2 separate regions of the Zea mays genome follow, and region 2 is linked to region 1. A link is a contact called in public Hi-C data. All regions are on one chromosome and are shown on one strand. Each heading gives the region's core, a stretch centred on a gene start, on an enhancer-like site or on the middle of the called end of the contact. The rest is flanking DNA. Distances are from core to core; before and after follow the strand shown.

Region 1 (6,728 bases), core at 3,086-5,585:
AAACATTGGAGTTTCAGGAAGACAAAAGTTTGTACCGTCTGCAAATCAAGGACATGTAGGTCATTGAAACATGTTGCATGAGACCCCCCACCAAAAATTAAAAGATAGCGGTCAGCATGGCAAGCAGCAGCATGATCTGACCTTGGAGAAGGAGGGTTGCCTCTAAAACACATAACCAACACCGTGATGAGCTAAATTCAAAATATAGTAATACAATGTTCAGCTTCAAAGAAGATCACTCTGTTTTCAGAACATGTGCATGAACTGAGCTAATGAGATTATCCCACAATCCATGTATATATGTTACTACAGTAGAGTTCGATGAAATTTTTACATGGAGAACACATATTACACCTCCGTTATGGAAGTTTAGAAACATGCTCCCTTTTACTATGAAATTTAAGGCTATGGTGCTATCTACATTCATTTCCCCTTTTATGCTAGTAAACACTATAACACTTCCATCGGTTAAGAATCAATCGGGTCAAACTGCAAAACTCTATAGCAGCAAAGTGGTGTAAACTATGTTGAAGAGAAATTACTGAGAAGTGTTAACCTAGGATTTCCTAGTCCTAGATGGCCAGAAAAAACATCTCGTTAACCAAAGAAAGCCTCTTAACTCTACCATATATGTGTGACAGTTAACATGCATCCCAATTATGTTGGGGGCCAGTGTGCTAATCAAATCCAGGAACTTCTGAAAGTAATATTTTAAGCACATAGCAACAATACATGAAGTTAACATCACTTTTCTTTTTCTTCTCACTAGGTGAACAACTGTGCATTAAGGGTCATCAAGGTTGCAGTACTTACATTGCATCCACATCATCCCATGTCATGGTTTCAAGATCAAGGATGTGCAAGTCATTCAAGAGACACCGTTTTGCATCTTCACCACCAAACAAAACTAGTGTCGTTCCAACAAGAGTCACTGTTTGACCTCCACGAGACACCTGCAGCAGATGAAACATACATAAGCAAATGCACTTTCCTGCATATAACTCGTAACTAATACCAAACCAATTGAGCAATGTTATGTGGCACTATTTCTTTAATAGTCATTTCAAAATAGCGAAAGAGCATCTAGTTGAGTTGGTTAGGTGGTTTGAGTAGCACTCCTTAGGTCCTAAGTTCGAATCCCAGTGGGAGCGAATTTCAGGTTGGGGTTAAAAAAGGTCACCCGTTGGTTCCTCGTATGTGTGCACACGAGATGGACTGACCTATGTGAGCGGATTCTCGTGTAGGGGATGTGAGGGCTCAAAGCACGAGTAAAGATCTGACCTATAGGAGGCGGACCCTCATACTGCACGGGGGACCAGTTTTCATGACCGGTTTTCATGATCTTTCTCGGTCGGAGCTCGGATTGAGCTTCTTAATATAATATCGTGGGGGCGGTCTTTCTCCTACCGGCCGAGTTTTTAATTGTTGCTAAAATCAAGTACATGTAGAACTATAGAAGAAACCATCTAAGCAAGTGCACCAAAACAAAGATGGACATGCTCAAACATAAGAATAGTGGAACAAAAGAAATCATAACGAGAATTGACCCTGTTGGTCCAGAGTTACAATAACCGATTAAAGAAAAATGATTACCGGTGGTTTCCCATAAGTCTTGACAATTGACCAGGTACAAGTATGCGGATCAAATTCCTTCACTACAATAAAACCACCAGAAACAGCAGTAGAACTAATTAATGCATAATAAGTAGAAAATGTACCAAAATAGATTGAAACTGATTTTTATGAAACCTGTAATGCCTTCAGATGGATCTTTTGTATGCCCAGCAATAGATAAAAATTTGTTACCCCAAGAAATCTAAAAGATGGTACAGAATAAGAAGGCAACTGTCATAACTACTGGCTTCAAGATAAATGATTATGCAACAGTTGTGCAGAAGTTTACCAAAGAATGACCAGCACATGGAGCAATTTGTGTGGTTATAGTGGAGTCAGCAGGTTCTGCTTGAAATTTGGTATCAACCTTGGACCAGATCAAACTCTTCAGATCCAAAGCCTATTTTGGTTTATGGAAAAGAAAATCCATTCATTAGGTCAACAGTACTGGTTTAATGCTGGACTGCTTTCAGGTGACATTTGAATTGCCAGTGCACTTAAATGAATTTGTTTTCCTCCGATCGAAACTCCTTTTCTCGCTCCTAATATTATCTTTAACAATTTTGGCTAAGAAAATGCTACCATATTAGCATGATAATTAGAGTGCAGGAAATTTCCAAAAAAATATATAGATTTGTTTGCAGTTATCCTGGGGAAATAACAGTTATCTCTTTGCACATTGAAGAATCAATTGTGGCAAGAAATACACTTTGACATCATACCAATATCAGGCAAAAGATCAAGGTTAAGGATCATGAATACAAATGGACAATTAACCCAGAGAGTGTATGCAACAAGGCAGTCTGTTTAAAGATGGTTTGATCAAAAGCAATAGAACAGCATATACTTACAGAGTCACATGCTTCCAAGTCATAGCTAACACTAACAACTTAGGATGCATACATATGGTGTTAGGTATTGTTTTAGTCAACTTCACGTACCTGAAGGTCACTAAGGTAACGTCCATTATGGTTTCCACCAAATATATACATCTTATTTTGCAACACAGTTGCTCCATGCTACAGAAATCAAAATTCTCATTAGTGCTACAAAAGTAAATAGAGAAAAACAATAGAAAAGGAATGAAGTATCTGGTGCACCTCATAACGAGGCTTCGGACGGAGACCACTGACAGATAATGGAGTCCACTCATCATGAGAAATAACAGTACTAAGGCCTTCCAGAATAACATCTTTGTCCTGAGTCTCCACAGAACTTCCATTTTCAGAAATGATTTTTGGTTCTGAAATTGATGTTCCATTTGTTGAAGCCGGTACACTTTGTGGCTCGTCTTTTGGTTTCTAATATAGCAAAAAGAAACACAGATGGATAATTTGATAAACCTGCTAAGGAAAAAAACTAGAGAACTAGACATTGGGATGGTGCACCAAATGATAAGATCATAGGACCAATAGTGTCTAGTTCTCTAGGTTTGTCTAGGTAAAAAAAGGAACAATAGTGTGACTTACATGCATCTGAATATCTACAACAGGCTCAGGGTTGAACTCAGGGACCCTAGAGTACCATCCAGGATCTTCTTCCTGCCAGAATAATACATCTATCAAATCCATTTGCACAGTCACGACTTCCTTAGGACTAAAAGTCTTTATTGTTATCGCACACAATGAACAATATCACATAATCGTTCATACCTCTAGGATTTTGACAAAAAGACGCATCGCCTCCGCTGAAGGCATGCTTCCAAGCCCATGCCAGCTAAAAAGACAAAATGATATAATCGATAAGTATCACTTTCAGAACACGCACTTCAATGTGTGGTATTTTCTGGGTATTTCCCACTGGCAGCTCTCCAGCCTGAGTCCATAATCTAAATTACATGAGTATTGTGGTCATTGTAGCATCGGCATAACATTTTCTATCTTTTGGCTGGGGACGAAATCACATTTCAAATTTGGGCTAACAATAAAATAAGCCGACAGTACATGAGAATGAACTACTCAACTCCCTGCTAACGTGTAGACACACAATTCAAGTTTTACGAAAACCACTGAGGTTTCACTTTTTCACCATTGGTAGAGAAGAAACTGCACAGAAGTTGGATTGTACTGTGACTGTGGCAACGTGAAGTTTGAGCGCAGTTTCCACTGGTACTAACCTAGTCCATTTGCTCTGCTCCACGGGGTTCCACGCCCTTGGCTTGGGCACATTGCATGGCCCAACCGTGGCCTGCATCAAAAAGAGACCAAAAATCACCAACCGAATTGGCGATCGTTAACCAAACGAAATCTCTCCCGAGGGACGAAGAGCAAACTTACGACACAATTTAATCCCAACAAACACCACAAACTCAGGCTATCTCACGCAAGATCCACGCAATTTCACCCCCAGGCCCGAATCAATCGACAAAATCAGCAAAAGCACACTGACACTGGCCGACGCGTCACCTGCTGGTGCAGGCCGTAGAGGAGGAGGGCGACGTCGTTCTGGAAGCGGGAGATAGCTGCGGAGGAGGTGGCCCCGCCGGCTCCGAACCCAGCGTAAGCCGCGGCAGCGTAGAAGCGGTCGGGGTAAGCGAGTCCGGAGCTCGCCATGGCCGGCGCCGCGCCCTAGATCTCCGCCCGGATCTCGCCCGCGCACCGGGCAACCGGCGGGTAGGGTTTACTCCTCCGGATCGCAGCTCTTCTTCGCCGTCGTGTTGGAAATGGAAATCTGAAGGGTGAACTCGCGCCGAGATCTGGAAGGAGGGAGGGAGACGGCGAGCCGACGCTGGCCCACGTTCTTCGCGGGCGACGCTTTTAACGCTCCCTGCCGAGGTGGCCGTAGAATGGAAGGGAGACACGGAAGGCAGCTGCTGACGGGAGCCGCCACGTGCCATTGACAGGTGGGCCTATGTAGGGGCCCAGTGACGTGGTAATAGAGTCGCGCGTGTGTCTCCCGGTCGTGGTCGTTTCGTTTGGGCCGACCGTGGGGCGCTACTGTTTCCATCCTCCTGCTCTGACTTCTCTGCTTCGTCCGATCCCCTCTCCCCCACCTGCCAGACTCCCCGCCGTCCACCGCTCGCCGCCCCCGGCCGCCATCCAGCCGCCGGTACAGGGCTCATCCTCCCGGTCGCAGCCGTGTCCACTTCCTTCACGAAGAGAGGCGCGTAGACTGGGGAGCTGGAGCGAGGACAAGGAGACGAGGGAAAGGATGCAGCAGCTGCAACCGAAGCAGATGCACTGGGTGAGGGCCGACTCCTCCGACTTCGGGGGCGACCGTCCCGCCCCCCGCAGGTATCCATCCAGCTCCTCCTCCTCCTCGCCGCCGGCGCCGCCTCGATCCCGTCCTGGACTGGAGTCTCACCCTACCCCTCTAACAAAGTAACAACCTCACGATTTTGCGATTTCGTGCAGCGGGCACACTGCGGTTATCATTGGCAAGTCCAAGGTGGTCGTCTTCGGAGGATTCGCCGACAAGCGCTTCCTCGCTGATGTTTCCGTCTACGACGTCGGTAATATAATTCCTCTCCAATTCTCCGACTGTTCGCTTGTCGTGCCAATTTGCCTGCCCACGTCTTCGAGCAATTTGTGCACACGCTGCAACTCATCTTAAGGGTTATTAGATTGAGGGACGTAGATTGCATTTACATGCTTGAGATTGTTATGGATGGGCTGATGGAGCATATGCATTGGAAGGAAGAAAGAGCTTGGCCTTACAAACTTCTGGATGCAACTTATGTTGCAGAGAATAAGCTATGGTACACACCTGAGTGCACTGGTAATGGGTCGGATGGGCAGGCCGGCCCAAGCCCAAGGGCTTTTCACATAGCTGTTGTCATTGACTGCAACATGTTCATCTTTGGTGGCCGATCTGGGGGCAAGCGGTATGCAGTCCACTAGCTTATCCAGCAGAACTTGGTAGCTTACATAAACAGTTTCCTATATGTTACTAACAATATGGTGTTTATCTCACAGTTTAGGTGATTTCTGGATGCTAGACACTGGTAAGCGTCTATGTTTCATCATCAAATTTTCAAAGCCCCCTTCTCTGGTTCTGTTTGCACTTGTTCTAGGGGTTGCTGCTACATTCATGATACTTCTGTACATTCAGACTTATGGCAATGGTCGGAGATGACTGGCTTTGGTGATTTACCGTCACCACGAGAGTTTGCTGCTGCTTCAGCCATAGGAAACAGAAAGATTGTTATGTAAGCATTATTTGATATGCACATCCCTGTGATACTTTTTGTACTATTACTTTTGAAGAACGCTCTATCTTTATTCAGGTATGGTGGATGGGATGGCAAAAAATGGCTTTCAGATGTATACATCATGGACACAAGTAGGCAAACTACTTCTTTATCCAGTTATTGAGTTTTTTCTCTTAAGGGCTAGTTTGGCAACCCCATTTTCCCAAGGGATTTTCATTTTACCAAGACAAATTAGTTCATTTTTCCTTGGGAAAATAGGAATCCCTTGGGAAAATGGAGTTGCCAAACTAACCCTAAAGATGGCAAGGAAAATGTAGAGAGCTGATTTCTTGCATAATCTATTGTAGTGTCACTGGAGTGGACAGAATTAGCTGTTACTGGATCTGTGCCACCTCCAAGATGTGGGCATTCGGCAACCATGATTGAGAAGAGACTCCTTATATTTGGAGGCAGAGGTGATTGTTATTTCTTGATTTTTTTGTGGGTTCCTCAAAGATTCTGTTTTACGATTCGTTTTGTGAAAGTAAATCTGCTGACCATTTTTTTTTAAATCTAAAAGCACTAACTAATGATTTTCATGTGGATTGTCTTGCGGAAACCAAGCTGTTTTCCTTATGAGAATTTGTAGCGTGATTGTGTGGTGGTGGTTTCTACTTTCTAATGATTAGTCAGTTAATTCGTAATCTTTTGGCCATCAACACCCGTATTTCTAATTTCTTCATATCTTCTTTGACACAGGTGGAGCAGGACCAATAATGGGTGATTTATGGGCTTTAAAGGGTATTACTGAAGAAGGTATCTCCTATTTATTCGTATGAAATCTGTTTGAGTTAAAAGAAAGAAGCATCCTATGTCACATACCCTGTTATGCTTGGTCAGTTGATGATGGCACCAGCCGAACTAACACTGCACCTGGAAATAGCCTGTTTGAATGATTGTGGATCATGATCAAATGTGGTGCAAT
Region 2 (6,728 bases), core at 2,502-5,001, 870 kb after region 1:
TGGGGATGGTCTGACTGAGAACAAGTATTTAGTCCCCTCTTTTTTTTTACTCGTCTCAAAAAAAAATGCAAATAGAGTTAGCAACAGGTATAGGCCCGCACAGTTTTATCAACCCAACCCGCGAATATAAACTCAAAGAGGACAAGGATGGAGTAGCAATGAAATGCATCCCTAACTCAAGAGGAGACAACTCAGAAGCATTCAGATGTAGCGAACAAAGTGAAACAAGGGCTAGTGTGCAACAACAATAACAGGCTTAGGGTCCATTCGGTTAGTTTGGAATGCACATGAAACTGTTCCGGCTTATCAAAAACTATATAAATTAGTGAATAGTTTCAACAGGAAATTATTCCGACCCGTCGTTCTGAAAGAAGCGAACAGGCCCTTAGGCAATAGCCCCAGAAACGGGTCGTGCAATGTGTAAAAGCATATTACTCATGTAAGGCGCAAAACATTCTGAGAACAAGTTCACATGATGGAAAATTTATTAGCGGTCACCAAGCCACCGTTTCAACGTCAGCTTGCAAAAGCTCTTTGCCAGGGGTCATCAGACCACAATTGGAATAGGTTTGCAACAAAACTCTCAAGTGAGGCGCATCTAGCTTCAATGACATACTATGGCCACAAGTAGCGCAATATCCAGCATGAAACAACCGGTACTTCACACATACAAAAACTCCACCGAGATGGACCAATCCAACAGCAAGGGTTTACTTATCTCCCCCCTGCAAAAAGGGGAATAAAAAGAGACGTTAATAAGAATATATACAAGTATAGGTTAACCAGTAGCATTTCAATCTACCACCAGCACCGATTTCATTATCATCAGAACCGCTAACAGAGACAGCAATACAAAACTATACAGATTATCATCACTTCATCACAGCCAATTAGTCTTGTAGTGGTTTTACCAAAGCATACACGATCCTGTTCACAGATCATGTGTGCTAAAAATAAAACTATACCAGATTGCATAAAATGTAGCTGACCTAGGATACAATCATCTAAACGATTCCTGATAGAAAATGAGTTTTAAACATGCTGCTAACCTTCTATAGATAAGATAAGCAAAACAAATGAAACACAAGCAGTAGCAGAATATAGTACTATAAAAATCCATAGTTACAGAAGTACTCCCATACTCTGGTTTTGTGCTTTTGGTTATAATCATCTTTTTCTGTATACCTATTTTATCTTCTAAGATTACCACTTGTTGGCATTTATAAGAAAGAAGTACTGGCGGCTCCCAAATGAGTGGAGTCTGGGGAAGGAACCGAATAACCGAGGCAAGGATCCAAAAATGCAACAAGCCAGTTGAATCCAGAAGATCACAATAGTTCTTCTGAAATTGCGAGCTAAGCCGCAGACCAGATTTTAGTAAAAAAAATGGAAGATAAATACAAGATCCACTAGGCAGTCTATACCATTTGAGAATTTAGACGATCATATTACCTATGAACTAATATATCTAACGAGAAGGGCAGGCATGGTGCAGTGCCGAGAACTGTCTCGCTGACTCACTAGGTCGTGGATTCAAAGCAGCCTCTCCACACTCGGTGGGGGGGGGGGGGGGGGGGGGGGCTACCTCGGCTTATCACTTTCCCAAACCCCCCACTCATGTGGGGGAGCCTCCGACGCTGAGTCTGCCCTTTTTTTGAATATATCTAACGGATAGCCAAAGTCAGTATAGCTTAGACTTTCATAATCAGAGAGGGAGTAACTCTAGCAAAGATACACTGATCAGGCAAAAAGAAGGATCCATCCATCTAATAGAAGACTAGTCATGTAATAATGATGTTTAAACCAGTCAGCAGAGAGTTCAAACAGGATTAAGAGAGAATGAGAGAGCAATTACATCAGAGTGTGCAGAGGTAATAGTTGAGACTTTGGGTGAACACTTTGGAGCACCATTGAATAAGTATGAGCATTCAGTGTATGCAGCCCCTATCCCCACACCAGCTCCAAGGGCAACTGATGCCCAGCGAGTAGTAGGGCTACCTGTACAAACAAATAACAGACCCGCATGTAAATACATATAAATTCAATAGTCACTGTATTAAGCAGGTAAAAGTTTCAACTCTTGAAATTAGTATTCGATGCATGCCTGTCAATGGTTCAAAAAGTTAAGATGTGCAGGTCCAAGACTATTTTGGGAAGTCTGGTGGAACTAGAATAGCACACTACTGCTTGATAGGCATAACCACAAAAATAGACAGCTAAAGCACTTCTGAAACGAAAATAAAGGACAGTACACATGAAACAAGCTCACTTCAGAATTTGCACAGAAGAAAGAAGTGCAATTCACAAAAAAAACAGTAAAAAGAAAACAAAAACATAACTTCTGGGAAAAATAAACATTCCAAGTGTAAGTAAAAGGGTTGCACATTATACCATAAACAGAAGACCGGAAACCAGTTGACAATCAGAGGTTCTTATCGATCACCCAGAATAAAACATCTATATGGTAATGCTACAGTAATATAGTTGATTGGCAATTTTAGCGGCAAACATGTCGTGTAAACAAAATTATAGAATTCAATGTGAGTAGCAAAGTAAATCACCAAAAGAAGTCATAACACAGACCTTGTACTGCTTACAAGTAGGCATGAGCAACATAATTGTCACCCTCATGGCCAAGCAGTTCGTCATTTATCTCATTTCCATATATATCACTTCAAACAAAGAATACATAGAGTGAACACTAACAGTCTGAATTATACATATCCATGTCCTGTGCAATCGAAAACCACAGAATATATGCAGTGCAGAGCTCTGGACATGTGATTCGGCACTGAAAGAGATAAACTGCAATCTGCAGGACGGTTGCTATATCCAAATTTGCTAGACATATCAGTAACCTGATCAGCAGGTATGAAGCGTCCTAAGAACACAAGTTTCATTAGTAGCCATAGGCATCACGAACCTATCGAACAACACAGCCTCTTTTTTAGGTAAAGAGCGATGTATCATATTTCTATTTAAAACTCTCAACAGGTAGAACCCTACCTGAAAGCAACATTGAGGCGATGAGACAAACATTTCAACATCCTCCGTTCAATCCACCAAGTTGAGTATAAAATTTCCCAGAGTACAACATATATGGTACAATACTCCCTCCATGCCAGCCAATAAAACTAACCTAAGAAAACTTCACTTGCACACATAGAGCAAATCACCGCCCTTGACGCAAATGACTCAAGTCACCTACCTAAAACGCTCCATGTTAATCATTGAGACAGCACGTATAGGAACTCTATGATACCCTAAAGCAATCATATAACAGGCATAATGCGCAACGTGATTGCATCAATTGACCCTCATCTACATCGGGGCAGGCTGGTCAAAATGGAGCGAAGACTAGCAACCGCACCGGACAAGCAATCCAGCTAAGACACCGAGCAAGCAAGCCACAACCAGATCTCACGAGACAACACGCAACGGGGGGAGTATCCTTACGGAAGAGGAGGAGGCCCGCAAAGGCGCCGCCGAGGGAGGAGTAGGCGACGCGGCGGATGGAGAGGTCGAGGCACGCGTCCCACTTGGCGTCCAGGTCGTACCGCGGCGGGATCCCCGACTTGGGAGGCGGGGACGAAGCCGCCGGCGCGGGAGGCGGCTGGGTGGGGGCGGCGGTCTCGGGCGCCTCCGCCATGGCGAGGGTTCCGCGGCAGCAGGAGACGGGACGACGCGATTCGGGGGAGGGGAGGGACGGGGGCGGACCGGCGGAGACAGCGGGGCGGCGTGGGTTGCTCGCGCTCTGGACGGGGACGATTCGTGCGAAATGCCGTGCCCATTTTGGGTCGGGTGCCAACTGGTGTCCACTTCGGGCCGGGCCGGGCCGGGGAAAAGGCTGCCCTGTATGTCCGGCAATCAGGCCTGTTCTAATGTGTATTTACTTATGAAATACTGAAAAAAACTGATGTCGAAACTTTCTTCTATCTACTTTTTTTCTTCTTCTTATCGTGACTTCTTGTACTCTCTACTTACAAACTCTCCGATTGATCGAACCTGCACTGGACACAAAAAATAAAAAAAATCGTCGACAGCAGGATTCGAACCTGCGCAGGCAAAGCCCAACAGATTTCGAGTCTGTCTCCTTAACCACTCGGACATATCGACTTTGTGTGACATGCTTCCATAATGTATATATAATACCTTTCATAATTGTAGACAAGCAGGCCTCAGCTGGATAGCAGATCGCTCTGAAGCTAGTGAGCCCAAGATTCATCGACACATTCCGTATGTTTGGTTGGCTCCATATCAGGGATGCAAAGGGGACTATGACCCCTCAATTTTGTATACCCTTTTATACCTAGTGATTAATTAGTATTAAGTGCAGAAAAAATCGAAGTTTTTTATAGTACAAAGTCTTGTTTTACACCTCTAAAACTATACCTACCGAATAAAATTAGTTAAGAGGTTTAGAATAGATCAACTAGTTGTTAGCTATACTCCTTAAATAAGTATTAGTTGTAGCTGCCTCGACCTAGCTAAAAACAGTTAACAATCAGTTATAGAGGTTTGGAACAAAGCCTAAAACAACCCTGTCAAGTCTCCATGTCGGATTCTCTCAGTCAAGTCCTTGTATCTACTCTGCCTCTTTCCTACGCCTTCGTCCTTTATCCCGTTGTCATCGTAACGCTAATCCGACCGACAAGCTAGATCTCACTCGTCGCAACGATGTGATCTGTTCTCGACGGGCTTAGCAGACCAGCAAGCCATGGCTCTCATGTGGTCTCTGTGACCCCATAAATTCTTGTCCCGTGTACGGACTCCAACAAAGCCATTGCGTTAGATTTTTTATCATATTTCTAACATTTTCACGAACAAAACTATACCATATTTATTATTTAATTTTGAAGATTTATTTATTTACTTTATTTGATCTTGGTATTGATGCATACAGCCAAACACATATCTTTATCCGACCTGAACGCAAACAACCAAACATAAATATGAGCATGAGCCTAGCCTGGATATATGAAATCTGGCTCCACATACTAGACAAGTCGGGCCAGGCTACCACCATGCCACAACCAGTCACACGGGTCCTGATTGAACTCACACGCTGAATTACGTCTGCGACTACGAGCAATGGAATGGCTGTTACACGCATCAGAGCAAGCCTCCAGGAAGGCAATTGCAACAACAGATTCATCAGTCACGACTTACAAGAGCAGAGAATCAAAGATCGATAGACAAACTTGTCAGTACATACAGACTGCAACATGGTGCCACTTTGTTCATTCCCGCGCATGCGCATTCTGTAACAGATAAAACCATCGCCTGAAACTACTCTCATCCGCGATGGCCTGGGGACGACCGCTTCACTTCTTTTGCTTGCCCCCCACGTTCAGCTGCTGAAGACCAAGCAAAAGGTCCCTGGAATCAAGGAACACCTTGTTGCTGGAGGCCGCCATGGTGTGGGAGATCTCCCTGGCAGCTTCAATCTGTCTCAGAGCCAGGAAGGCGGGGTTGTTGGCAATGGCTTGGCCAATCAACTCAGCGCTCTTAGCCTCACCCTGTTCAAATGCAAGTCACAGACAGACGGTGATTCAGAGTCATCAGGGTAAAAGGGGAATGATGCAATAGTATATACACAACTACTGAACTACACAGAGACACCAAGAACACTACCAATACACTTTCAGAATGAGAATCTGAAACTACAGGCATGTGTTTGCATCACGATTAAAGTCATGGCATTTCTTTTTTTTCCTTGTAAGTTTTACTTGTTTCCAGCCAGACAAAAGAACACTCTTACACAAGAAAGGGTGGCCACTAACCTGTGCCCTGATAACTGCACTGCGCTTGTCCTGCTCAGCCTTCTCAACAATGAACTTGGCACGCTCAGCTTCTTGTGCAGCAACCTGCTTGGCTTCAATGGCATGAGTAAACTCTTTTCCAAAGCTGAGGCTTGTGATGGACACATCATCCAGAGCAATATTGAAGTTGTTGGCCCTCTCAGTCAGAATCTTCCTAATCTCCCTGCTCACAGCCTGCATCGGAATCGAATGCATGAATGAACTGTTAACATATCCTAATCTCATCCAATCCTAGCAAGACAGTTGTTATATGGGGAACATCGTGTCTAGACGCATGAATGGTACCTCTCTCTGGGTGATCAGCTGGCTGGCATTGTATTGAGCAACCACAGCTTTGAGTGTTTCATGAATGATTGAAGGCAGAACTCTCTCATTGAAGTTCTCCCCCAGGTTCCTGTAGATTTTAGGTAGCTGGTCTGGCATGGGTCGAGTAAGGACACGAAGACCAATTCTCACCTGCCCAAGTTACCAACTAAAAAATCAAATACATAAAAGGACGATGGTGCTAATGTACTCGCAGAAGTGGAAATGCACACACAAAAAAATCGAGTGCATACATATGAAGACAGACCCACATGAACAGTATCTCTCAAAATACAATCAAACATGAGCAAACCATTATAAACTACAATGACAATGAATATGATGAACCTAGGCCGGACTTACTTGTAAACTTCAAGAAACTTCCACAACCTATTATGTGCTTTGAAATGGTAAAGTAAAGAACAGAAACAGCGCGTTGTACTGGATTCACAATTGCACTTTAAAATCAAAGACACCCTCAGAAGTCAGAACAGATTAATGCACATCAATATGCAAGCAGAAATGAACAATTCAATTACTGGCAGCCAATGGGCTACATCATTACTAGATCCATGGCAACTACAAAAGGGTGCGTTAACACTG

The links. Hi-C and Micro-C count contacts between places; a contact is called where the count stands out from the background.
Region 2: a Hi-C map of tassel shows a contact between it and region 1, with 2.0 times the contacts expected there. The contact joins the promoter of LOC100277004 here to the promoter of LOC100285710 in region 1. A contact is called at or near these places in 2 of 25 Hi-C or Micro-C datasets (ear and tassel).

What each region holds. Positions count from the first base shown.
Region 1 is chr1:302,952,834-302,959,561 of Zm-B73-REFERENCE-NAM-5.0, forward strand. It overlaps LOC100285710 (acyl-CoA binding protein), which reads right to left and starts at 4,336. Exons shown (of 18, transcript NM_001370724.1): 1 at 4,020-4,336; 2 at 3,731-3,801; 3 at 3,267-3,330; 4 at 3,084-3,155; 5 at 2,715-2,915; 6 at 2,556-2,633; 7 at 1,904-2,014; 8 at 1,750-1,816; 9 at 1,594-1,655; 10 at 814-953; 11 at 36-162. The coding sequence starts at 4,166. LOC100384139 (Galactose oxidase/kelch repeat superfamily protein) reads left to right here and starts at 4,593. Exons shown (of 17, transcript NM_001176719.1): 1 at 4,593-4,847; 2 at 4,968-5,065; 3 at 5,299-5,437; 4 at 5,529-5,557; 5 at 5,665-5,761; 6 at 5,840-5,895; 7 at 6,112-6,219; 8 at 6,503-6,559. The coding sequence starts at 4,765.
Region 2 is chr1:303,825,246-303,831,973 of Zm-B73-REFERENCE-NAM-5.0, forward strand. It overlaps LOC100277004, which reads right to left and starts at 3,752. Exons shown (of 2, transcript NM_001294251.1): 1 at 3,457-3,752; 2 at 513-1,998. The coding sequence starts at 3,649. The coding sequence ends at 1,820. LOC541818 (prohibitin 4) reads right to left here. Exons shown (of 5, transcript NM_001111499.2): 3 at 6,108-6,278; 4 at 5,784-5,996; 5 at 4,953-5,519. The coding sequence ends at 5,325. TRNAS-CGA (transfer RNA serine (anticodon CGA)) reads right to left here and starts at 4,116; the gene lies at 4,035-4,116.